2 separate regions of the Sus scrofa genome follow, and region 2 is linked to region 1. Evidence: chromatin contacts called from public Hi-C data. All regions are on one chromosome and are shown on one strand. Each heading gives the region's core, a stretch centred on a gene start, on an enhancer-like site or on the middle of the called end of the contact. The rest is flanking DNA. Distances are from core to core; before and after follow the strand shown. Region 1 holds the start of CIAO1 (probable cytosolic iron-sulfur protein assembly protein CIAO1). Region 2 overlaps TMEM127 (transmembrane protein 127).

What was found. Hi-C and Micro-C count contacts between places; a contact is called where the count stands out from the background.
Region 2: a Hi-C map of blood shows a contact between it and region 1, with 2.2 times the contacts expected there. The contact joins the enhancer-like site here to the promoter of CIAO1 in region 1. A contact is called at or near these places in 2 of 5 promoter capture datasets (fetal liver and liver), 13 of 47 Hi-C or Micro-C datasets (alveolar macrophages, blood, epiblast stem cells and 7 more) and 2 of 2 datasets of contacts at active chromatin or transcription factors (alveolar macrophages and skeletal muscle).

The regions. Positions count from the first base shown.
Region 1 is chr3:46,964,648-46,968,950 of Sscrofa11.1, forward strand. It overlaps CIAO1 (probable cytosolic iron-sulfur protein assembly protein CIAO1), which reads right to left and starts at 2,356. Exons shown (of 6, transcript XM_013995867.2): 1 at 1,773-2,356; 2 at 833-981; 3 at 423-707; 4 at 1-171. The coding sequence starts at 1,911. It overlaps TMEM127 (transmembrane protein 127), which reads left to right and starts at 2,211. Exons shown (of 11, transcript XM_021087100.1): 1 at 2,211-2,361; 2 at 2,785-3,102. The coding sequence starts at 2,859.
Region 2 is chr3:47,012,402-47,016,704 of Sscrofa11.1, forward strand. It overlaps TMEM127 (transmembrane protein 127), which reads left to right. Exons shown (of 11, transcript XM_021087100.1): 10 at 2,581-2,665; 11 at 3,411-4,303. It overlaps STARD7 (stAR-related lipid transfer protein 7, mitochondrial), which reads left to right. Exons shown (of 8, transcript XM_003124844.6): 7 at 2,581-2,665; 8 at 3,411-4,303. The coding sequence ends at 3,595. Among named protein-coding and RNA genes, the nearest start is that of STARD7, 22 kb to the left of the region's middle. Within about 2 kb of position 2,325, at least 2 of the 83 cell types and tissues checked have an H3K27ac peak or open chromatin away from gene starts, as enhancers often do.

The DNA of each region.
Region 1 (4,303 bases), core at 1,106-3,605:
GATGCGCACGGTACGGTCATCGCTGCAAGATGCCAGGCGCTGGCCGCTGGGGTCAAAGGCCAAGCTCCACACAGTGGATTCATGACCTTCAAGGGTGGCACAGCATACCCAGTCATCCTCTTCCTCCCGGTAGAGCTTCACTGTGTCGTCATAGCTGGCAGAGGCTAACAGCTGTGGAGAAGGCCAGGGAAAACACAGGACGTGTCTGGAGGGCCCAGGAAGTACCTGTGCTTCCAGCACTTCTCCCTCCTAGGACAGGACAGGGAACTCCCAGCGATCTACTTTTATAAAGGGACTGATTGACGTCTTTGGGGCACAGATAGAGATCTCTGCAAGAATCAGGCTAAGGCTGGAGAGTGGAAGAAGGTTGGGCACAACCCTCCACATCAGAATTCCTTCCCACCAGGGTACCTGACTCTTACCTCCTGGCTTGGGTGCCAAAGCACATGCTTGACATCCTGTGTATGGGAGTTGAGGACACTGACACATTCATACTCATCTTCTTCATCGACTGCGGCAGAAAAAAGAAGGGAGCTTATAAGGGACACGGGTGGGATCTGATGGCTGGTTCTCAACTGTGCCTGGAGGGACTCACCTTCCCAGACCCACACACTCTTATCTCGGCTGCAGGTAGCAAGGAGGTTGCCAGATGGGGCCCAGGCTACTGACTTGACCTCATTTTCATGGCCTTCTAGAGTGGTTACACACTGTGAAAAGGGAAGAGGGACAGGAATCAACGTCATCTAAGACTCCTGCAGTCCTCCTGGGTACAGCCTTACCCACTCAGGTCAGTTCAGGTTCCAACAATCCTGGCCCCATCCAACCCAGTTACCTCAAAGTCATCCTTGTTTTTCTTCCAAATGCAAGTGGTGGCATCAAAGCTGGCAGAAGCCAGGTAATTTCCACAGGGAGACCAGGCCACCTTCCGTACGGTGCGCTGGTGGCCTTCACAGAGGACAGATTTGCAGATCCAGCTGTCGCCTAAAAGCAGAGAGCAGACCAGGCTCTGGAGCTGGGTGCACAAGAAGATACTGAAGTACTAACGATGCCACTGGGTAATGGGGACCAGTATTGGAGCCCAGCTGAGAGGGCAAAGTTCAGTGGGTGTATTTAACAACATGCTTTCAGAAAGCTGTAACTGAATCCACTTCCTTAGGAGGCATCTTTCTAAAACAAATGAGGAGTTGCCCTCCTGATTTAAAACTGTCAGTGGTGGAGTTCCTGTTGGGGCTCAGGGTTAAGAACACGACTAGTATCCATGAGGATGCGAGTTGGATCCCTGGCCTTATTCAGTGGGTTAAGGATCCGCTGTTGCAGTGTAGGCTGCAGATGCAGTTCAGATCAGTGTTGCTGTGGCTGTGGCGTAGGCTGGCAGCAGCAGCTCCGATTTGATCCCTAGCCTGGAAACTTACATAGGCCTCGGATGCGGCCCTAAACAGTCAATGGCTCTCAAATACCGTTGGGACAAAATGTAAACTTCATCGTCTGTCGCAAAATACTCTGCAGGCTACTTTCCTACCACCTTCTCTCATTTTCCTGCCTCAGAAACTGTCATAATTCCCTATTTCGGCCATCTACTGACATCTTTGCTTCTAGCCAGAAAAACCAGAGAGTGGCTAATGTCCAACTCGAAAGTGGCTCCTCCATCTTCTCCCTCGGCCAGTGACCCCGCCTTTCTGAATCTGCTGCCCCGCAGGCTGCGCACTCCCAGAGCATGGTACCCACACCAAGCACACGTAGATCCCTCGGCGGCAAGCCGGGACCGGCCTTACCCTCTCTGCCCCAGATGCGGACGCTACGATCGCCACCGCACGAGGCCAGCAGAGTTCCCGCGGGGTTCCAGGCCAGGAACCAGCAGCGGGAGTCCGGGTGCGCCGGGATACGGCCAAGCAGCACCAGCGAGTCCTTCATGGCGGCCTGGCGCAGAAAGTGGTGAGCAGAGACAGCACTGCCGACTGCGGCTCCCACCACGCAAACCTGCTTCCGCCCAAGGGCCGCGGGTTCTCTTAGGAACTAAAGGGTCCGCTGCTGCGGCCGCGCTGCCCTCTGGGAGTTGTAGTCGGTCCTTAGCCACCCCTCTCCAGTCCCCACAGCGGAAAACATCGCGGTATCGGCTAGAACTACCAGTCCCGTGAGGCCTTGCGCAGGGGACCGGCGGCGCGCCCGGGCTGTGTCTGGCGCGGGGGACGGGGCGGGGAGCCGGAGGAGGCGGGGGCAGAGGTGTAGAAGCCGGAAGTGGATCGGGCCCGGGTCTGTCCGGGCGTTGCGGGTTTGGGGCCTGGGAACGGTCGGCCCCGCAGAGCTGAGGAGCCCTTGACGGGACGGAGCGACGCCATCCAGACACTTAAGGCCTGCTGACTGGTAAGGATTAGGAGTTAGTGAGAGGCGGGTCCTTTCTGGGTATAGGTCGCACCCCAGAGCGCCGTTCCCAGATCCTGGGTCCCCGATCCCTGCGGCCCAGGCTAGTTCTCCGCGCTTCGACTCCCTCTGGCCAAGACCCCTCTGGTCAAGACTCTCTTCCACCAGTAACGGATACCTTCGTCCCAGCCTTCTCCCTACTCCGCTCTGCCGAGATGCAGCGGGCCCCTAGCCCTCTCCCGGTCCTCATCCCGCACCTCCGCAGTCCCACTCCAGGGACCCGGTCCCAGTTCCCTAACCCCCGCAGCTCTCGGGTCTCAGCTCGGCCCTCTGTCCCACCCCTGTCCTCATCAGCATGGACCCTGACAGCTTTGCTCCAGCCTTACCTGCTGCGAACCCAGTGCGTTGCTCTCCTCCCCTGGACAGGCAGGCTCTGTGCGCCCCGCGGAGGTCGGCGGCGACCAGCAGCGACCGCGGAGCTACGGCGGGCGGCCCCGGGCATGTACGCCCCCGGAGGCGCAGGGCTGCCCGGCGGGCGCCGGCGGAGGAGCCCGGGAGGCAGCGCTTTGCCCAAGCAGCCGGAGCGTAGCCTGGCCTCAGCCCTACCGGGTGCCCTGTCCATCACCGCGCTGTGTACTGCCCTCGCCGAGCCTGCCTGGTTGCACATCCACGGTGGCACCTGTTCCCGCCAGGAGCTGGGGGTCTCCGACGTGCTGGGCTACGTGCACCCGGACCTGCTGAAAGGTGAGGGCGCTGCGCGCCGGCCCTCTTCTTTCTGGGCAATAGGGCCTCCTCTTCCGAGAGCGAATGTGGTGCGGGCTGGAGCTGAGATAGCCTGGAGCAGGCACTTGGTTGAAGGAAACAGCCCGATTCCTGCCCACCAGGTGGCTCTGTTTGGGGTCCGGCCGCTCATTAATTCTGATGTTATTCAGCCAGGCTCCCACTCCTCAACGCCATGCTAATCTGAACTGCTATTTTAGGATTCTGCCGGAGGAAGGGCGCTGTGTATCGGAAAGAAGATAAGGGTTCTTGCTAGGCATCACAATTAGCTGTTTCCGTCTAAGGAGCCTGTGGGATATAGGAAGGTTTCTTTGGGGCCAACTGATTGATGGAGAAAAAGGAAGTTTTAAATACTGCTAGATTTTTAGAAATATTTTTGAGTTCTATAGTAATTGAATTGTTGTTAGAGGAAAAAGGGAGTCTATGGTATTTTCAATAAGCAGAAGTCAGTTCCATTGCCACCCTCAGTAAAACAGTTGGAATTTGGCTCTTGGAAGCCTTGCAAGTGTGCTGGAATGAGGTAAGGTTTGTTGCTTTGTTCATTATCATGCTTCCCAGCCAGAAAGACAGAGGAAAGGGGAAAAGGATCGCTGTCTTTACTGGACACAGGAGGCGGGGAGCTCATCCTGTCCTAGCCCTGTTGCCAGTAATGACCATAAAGCCTGCTGTGTGGTGGGAGAGCTGGATGGCCTTTTCTGGCTTTTACAGGGAAGACCAGTCAGTGGATTCCAAACAGCCCTAGTAACAGCAGAGTTCATTACTCCCGAGGTTTTTTGAGCTTTTCTTGAAGGTCTTTCTGTTTTCTCCCTATGCCACTCCCTGGCTCTAATTCATTCCAGATGCTTACTGCCCTACCTATCAGAAGCCTCTCCTGTTAGATATCTTCACATTGCCTTTTTAAGGATTCAGGTACTGAGATTTGATGAAAAGGTCAAATTCTTCTTCGTGCCTTGGATCATATACCACTTCTGTAGGTTGTGGCTGAAAAGCCCTATCCTTGTGACATATAATGTTGTCTTTCTCTGAGAATTCGCTTGCTGTTTTGCATTTCTCTTGAATTTCTGAGGCTTTAGGATGGTTTTGCAGAGAACAGGATGGGGGCTTCTGATTCGTTTCCAGATTTCACTGTGATGATAGTTTTCACTGTGTTGGCTCATTGAGACCA
Region 2 (4,303 bases), core at 1,075-3,574, 48 kb after region 1:
CTCCATACTGTTTTCCATAGTGGTTGTACCAGTTTACATTCCCACCAGCAGTGAAGGAGGGTTCCCTTTTCTTCACACCCTTTCCAGTGTTTGTTATTGGTAGACTTATTAATTATAGCCATCCTGACCAGTGTAAGGTGGTACCTCATTGTAGTTTTGATTTGCATTTCTCTAATAATTGGCAGTGTTGAGCATTTTTTCATGTGCCTGTTGGCCATCCATATGTCTTCTTTGGAGAAATGTCTATTCAGGTCTTCTACCTATTTTTTAATTGGGTTATTTGGTTTTTTGCTGTTGAGTTGTATGGGTTGTTTGTATATTTTGGAGATTAAGTCCTTGTCAGTTGCATCGTTTGTAACTATTTTCTCCCATTCCATAGGTTGTCTTTTTTTTTTTTTTTTTATGGTTTCCTTTGTTGTGCAAGAGCTTATAAGTTTGATTACATCCTATTGGTTTATTTTAGTTTTTATTTCTATTGCCTTGAGTGACTGACCTAAGAAAACGTTTGTACAGTTGATGTCAGAGAATGTTTTGCCTATGTTCTCTTCTAGAAGTTTTATGGTGTCATGTCTTAGGTTTAAATCTTTAAGCATTTTGAGTTTATTTTTGTGCATAGTGTGGGGGTAATAGTGAGTTTTAAAGTCACTTGAAACGAGTCCTCTCTTTGAGGTTTTTCCTACCAACTCAGTTCATAGTTAGATTCCTTGCCTTCCATTTTATTTTGACTTTTAGATACTGCTTTTTAATATAATTGTTTTATTAAGTAATAAAAAAAATTGGGAATTTCCTGTTGTAGCTTAGCGGTCACGAGCCTGACTGATATCCATGAGGATGCGGGTTCAATCTCAGGCCTCACTCATTGGGTTAAGGATCTGACGTTGCTGTGAGTTATGGTGTAGGTCACAGACCTGGCGTGGCCGTGGCTGTGGTGTAGGCCTGCAGCTGTGGCTCCAGTTCAACCCCTTGCCTAGGAACTTCAATATGCCACAAATGTGACCCTAAAAAGCAAAAAAAAAAAAAAAAAAAAAAAAATTGTTTCCAAACTCAAATTTGTAAAATAAGAAATAGAGTAATTCAGCTTATATCCCTGTTCCTTCTGCATAGTTCCTTCCTATAGGTAACCATTCTTTTCAGGTTTGGCTTCCTTTTTTCAGTATGAACAGTAGTGGGTGAGAACCCAGGCCTTTTTGACTTCCCAGTCCACATGTTTTATAGGAAGAATGAAGTCTTTGACATGCACCAGCTCATTTAGGTTTACAGCCAGCCTTTCTGGTCAGTGCTGTTATGTTCCCATCGTGCAGGCTTTACCTCTCCTTCCTCTTTGCTTCTGTGGTATTCAATCTATAGCTCTATTATGGCACCTATTATCCTATTACTTGGAAACTCCTGAGGGCAAGGACTAGCATGTTTTTATTTCCTGTCTGGTGCATAGCACTGTACCAGACATGTAGCAGACATTGAGATGTATGTTGAATAAATGAATAAAAGACTGAACATCTCAACCGGGGAATAAAGATGGACTTTGGTGTAAAGGCATGGGAGTTTAGAGTCCTAGTGCTGCCACCTGCAGTTACAGCCAGTCTGCTTTAAAAAGTGCAGACTGAAAAGTGGAGCATAATTGGCTCAGACTTCTCCTGGGATCAGGGCACATGTAAATCTCTTTAATTCCTGCCCTTCACCGAGCCAGAGAGAGTGGGTGCTTGCGCCCGGTGGTCAGAAATCTGGGTTCATCTTGGCTGTTGTTGAGTATGGGGGTGCTCATGGGCAGTAGTCTCTTAACCTCCTCGTGCTCCATCTCCCCGTCTGTAAGATGGGGGATAACAGTGCCTACGTCATAGGATTGTTGTGAGGAACTGGCACAGTTCCTGACACATGGTTAAGCACCATGTAAATATTTGCTGTGAGTAGTAATAGTAGTAGAGTTAATATCATTTTGGTAAAGATTAAGCTATTTAAACATTGGGGTCCTCAGGACCACCCCTGCATTCAAAGATTCACTAGAAGGACCCCAAGGACTCGGCTTATAGTTGTCCTCATGGGAAGATTTACTGCAGTGATGTAAGGATGCTCAGCTGTTCAAAAGAGGAAGACACGGGCAGATCTGGACGCTTCCTCCTGCTCTCCTGCCCGCGAGGGCTCATAGAGCACAGCCCCTTCCACACACACACAGCTGTAAAACACAGCAACATGTGTGTGATGTTTCTGCCTGGGGAAGCCCATCGGAGATTCGGGGCCCAAGATTTGCACTGGTGGCTGGTCACACAGGCACCTACTGCTTAGCACATCCTAAGATCCCTGCCCCTATCAGGAGGAAAGCAGGTGCTTGGCGTGAAGCGTGTTGTTTGCACAGACACAGGGAGCCACCCCTAGCACTTAACTCTTGACCGTGGACAGTCGGAGCCTAGTTCTTGGCCCCCAGCCAGAGCCAACCTCTCGGGTCTTATTAACTCTTTTCTGCTCAGGGTGAAGAAATGCCATTCTCTGCCCAGAATCAGACCGTGTTTATTCTGTGGTACTGGATATGGAGGCAGGGTGCGGGCTGATTCAGTGCTTTTCATCTTTGCTGTTTTTCTTTTCCAGAATGGCTTTGACTACCTGCTGACGTACAGTGACAATCCCCAGACTGTGTTTCCTCGCTACTGCGTTAGTTGGATGGTTTCCAGTGGTGAGTGGGTACTTGCGTATAAGTACAGGGCCTGGGCTGAGCATTTTTTTTCTCTAGATTTTTAGTGGCATCAAAGAGATTAGTACTTGTCTCTCTGGAGCCTTTTCGAGAACATTCTTAAATGCCATTTTGAAGATATCAAAGCTTCCAGCTGCAGTTTGGACGGATGAGATTTCTGGAGTCCCAAAAAAGAACTTGTGCCCAGAGGGAAGTTGAACAATATTTGCTTAATGCCATCAGTATGGACTGTGTGCACTGATACATTTAATTTTTTTATTAGATGTGTTGGAAGCCACAAAACCTAGCACAGAAAATGTGGTTATAGGATAGTCACCTGGAGAAGGGCCCCCCCGCCCTTGTTACTTACAGAGGCCGCACCTCCCTGCCATCACTGCCCCTCTCCCTTCTAGTCTCTCGACTTAAAAGCAGCCTCGTGATTTTCTTCTCTCTGGTTCCCTCTGGGGGAGAATGGAGAGGAGCTTCGTTGTTTCTGTTTGACATCCTCTGACAGAATTGGCAGATACTTAGGCTGTGCCACTGATGATCAGTCATATTTTAATCACTTAAAAGAGAGCCTTTGGGACTCATGTGGCCTGATCAGAACCCCTGGTTGTCTGTCAGTCAGGTGGTGATCTCTGTAAGGAGGCCCTGGCTCCCAATGAGGAAAGGTACCTAGGCCCTTCTAATTTGGCACCCACTGCTGGTTTGTGTGTTGTCCTACCCAGACTACCTTCTCTCCCGACAGGCATGCCAGATTTCCTGGAGAAGCTGCACATGGCCACTCTGAAAGCCAAGAACATGGAGATCAAAGTGAAGGACTATATCTCGTCTAAGCCTATGGAAGTGGGGAGTGAAGCCAAGGCCACGGCCCCATCTTCCGAGCGGAAGAGTGAGGGTAGCTGCGGCCCTGCCCGGATCGAGTATGCTTGAAGACCTTTGGGATAAGGAGGGACAGGCTGCTTCCAGCCCGGGCTCTTATCACTCCGCTGCAGAATGGGGCGTGTATTAGAAGGTGTCTGCTGTAACCACCAGTGCAAGATAATTCAGTACTTGTGTCCGGTCTCATTCAGAGCCCTGCTGCTCTTTATCAAAGCAGGAGGAGGAGGAGGCATCTGGGGGGACATTGTCATGTTCTCAGGCCAAGCATTTTGATTTGCTTGTTTCACTGAGCAAATCTGGAACCAGCCGCTCACCTCAGGCCAGAGGGGACAACCTCTTTTGCTTCCCTGAGCGGTGTCCTCTGCCCACATTCCATTCTCAGCCTCAGTTCTGCAGCACTTTGGGTTTCCTTCAGTTCTGGAGGACCAACTGGACGGTCGAGTCCCAGCGGGGGTCATGGGAGCGCTCTTGGTCGGAGTCCTGATCTTGAGCGGGTGTGAACTGTTGCTTGGCAGTGCAAGTGCCTTGTCCTCACCTCGCTCCCATCTCTAGGGACATAGAGTTTGTACCAAGAACTGTCTCTCTTTGCCTCCCATTCACACTGCGTTGACTCACCCACCCAAAGCAGTTTCCTTTCAATTGGCCAGTTCTTCTGTATTCATGTGCTCTATTAATTCAGGTTTATGCCTCCTTCTGTAGCCCATTTACCAAGAACATGGGGAAATTAATCCTTTTAGACAGGAAATCTCTGTATCATCA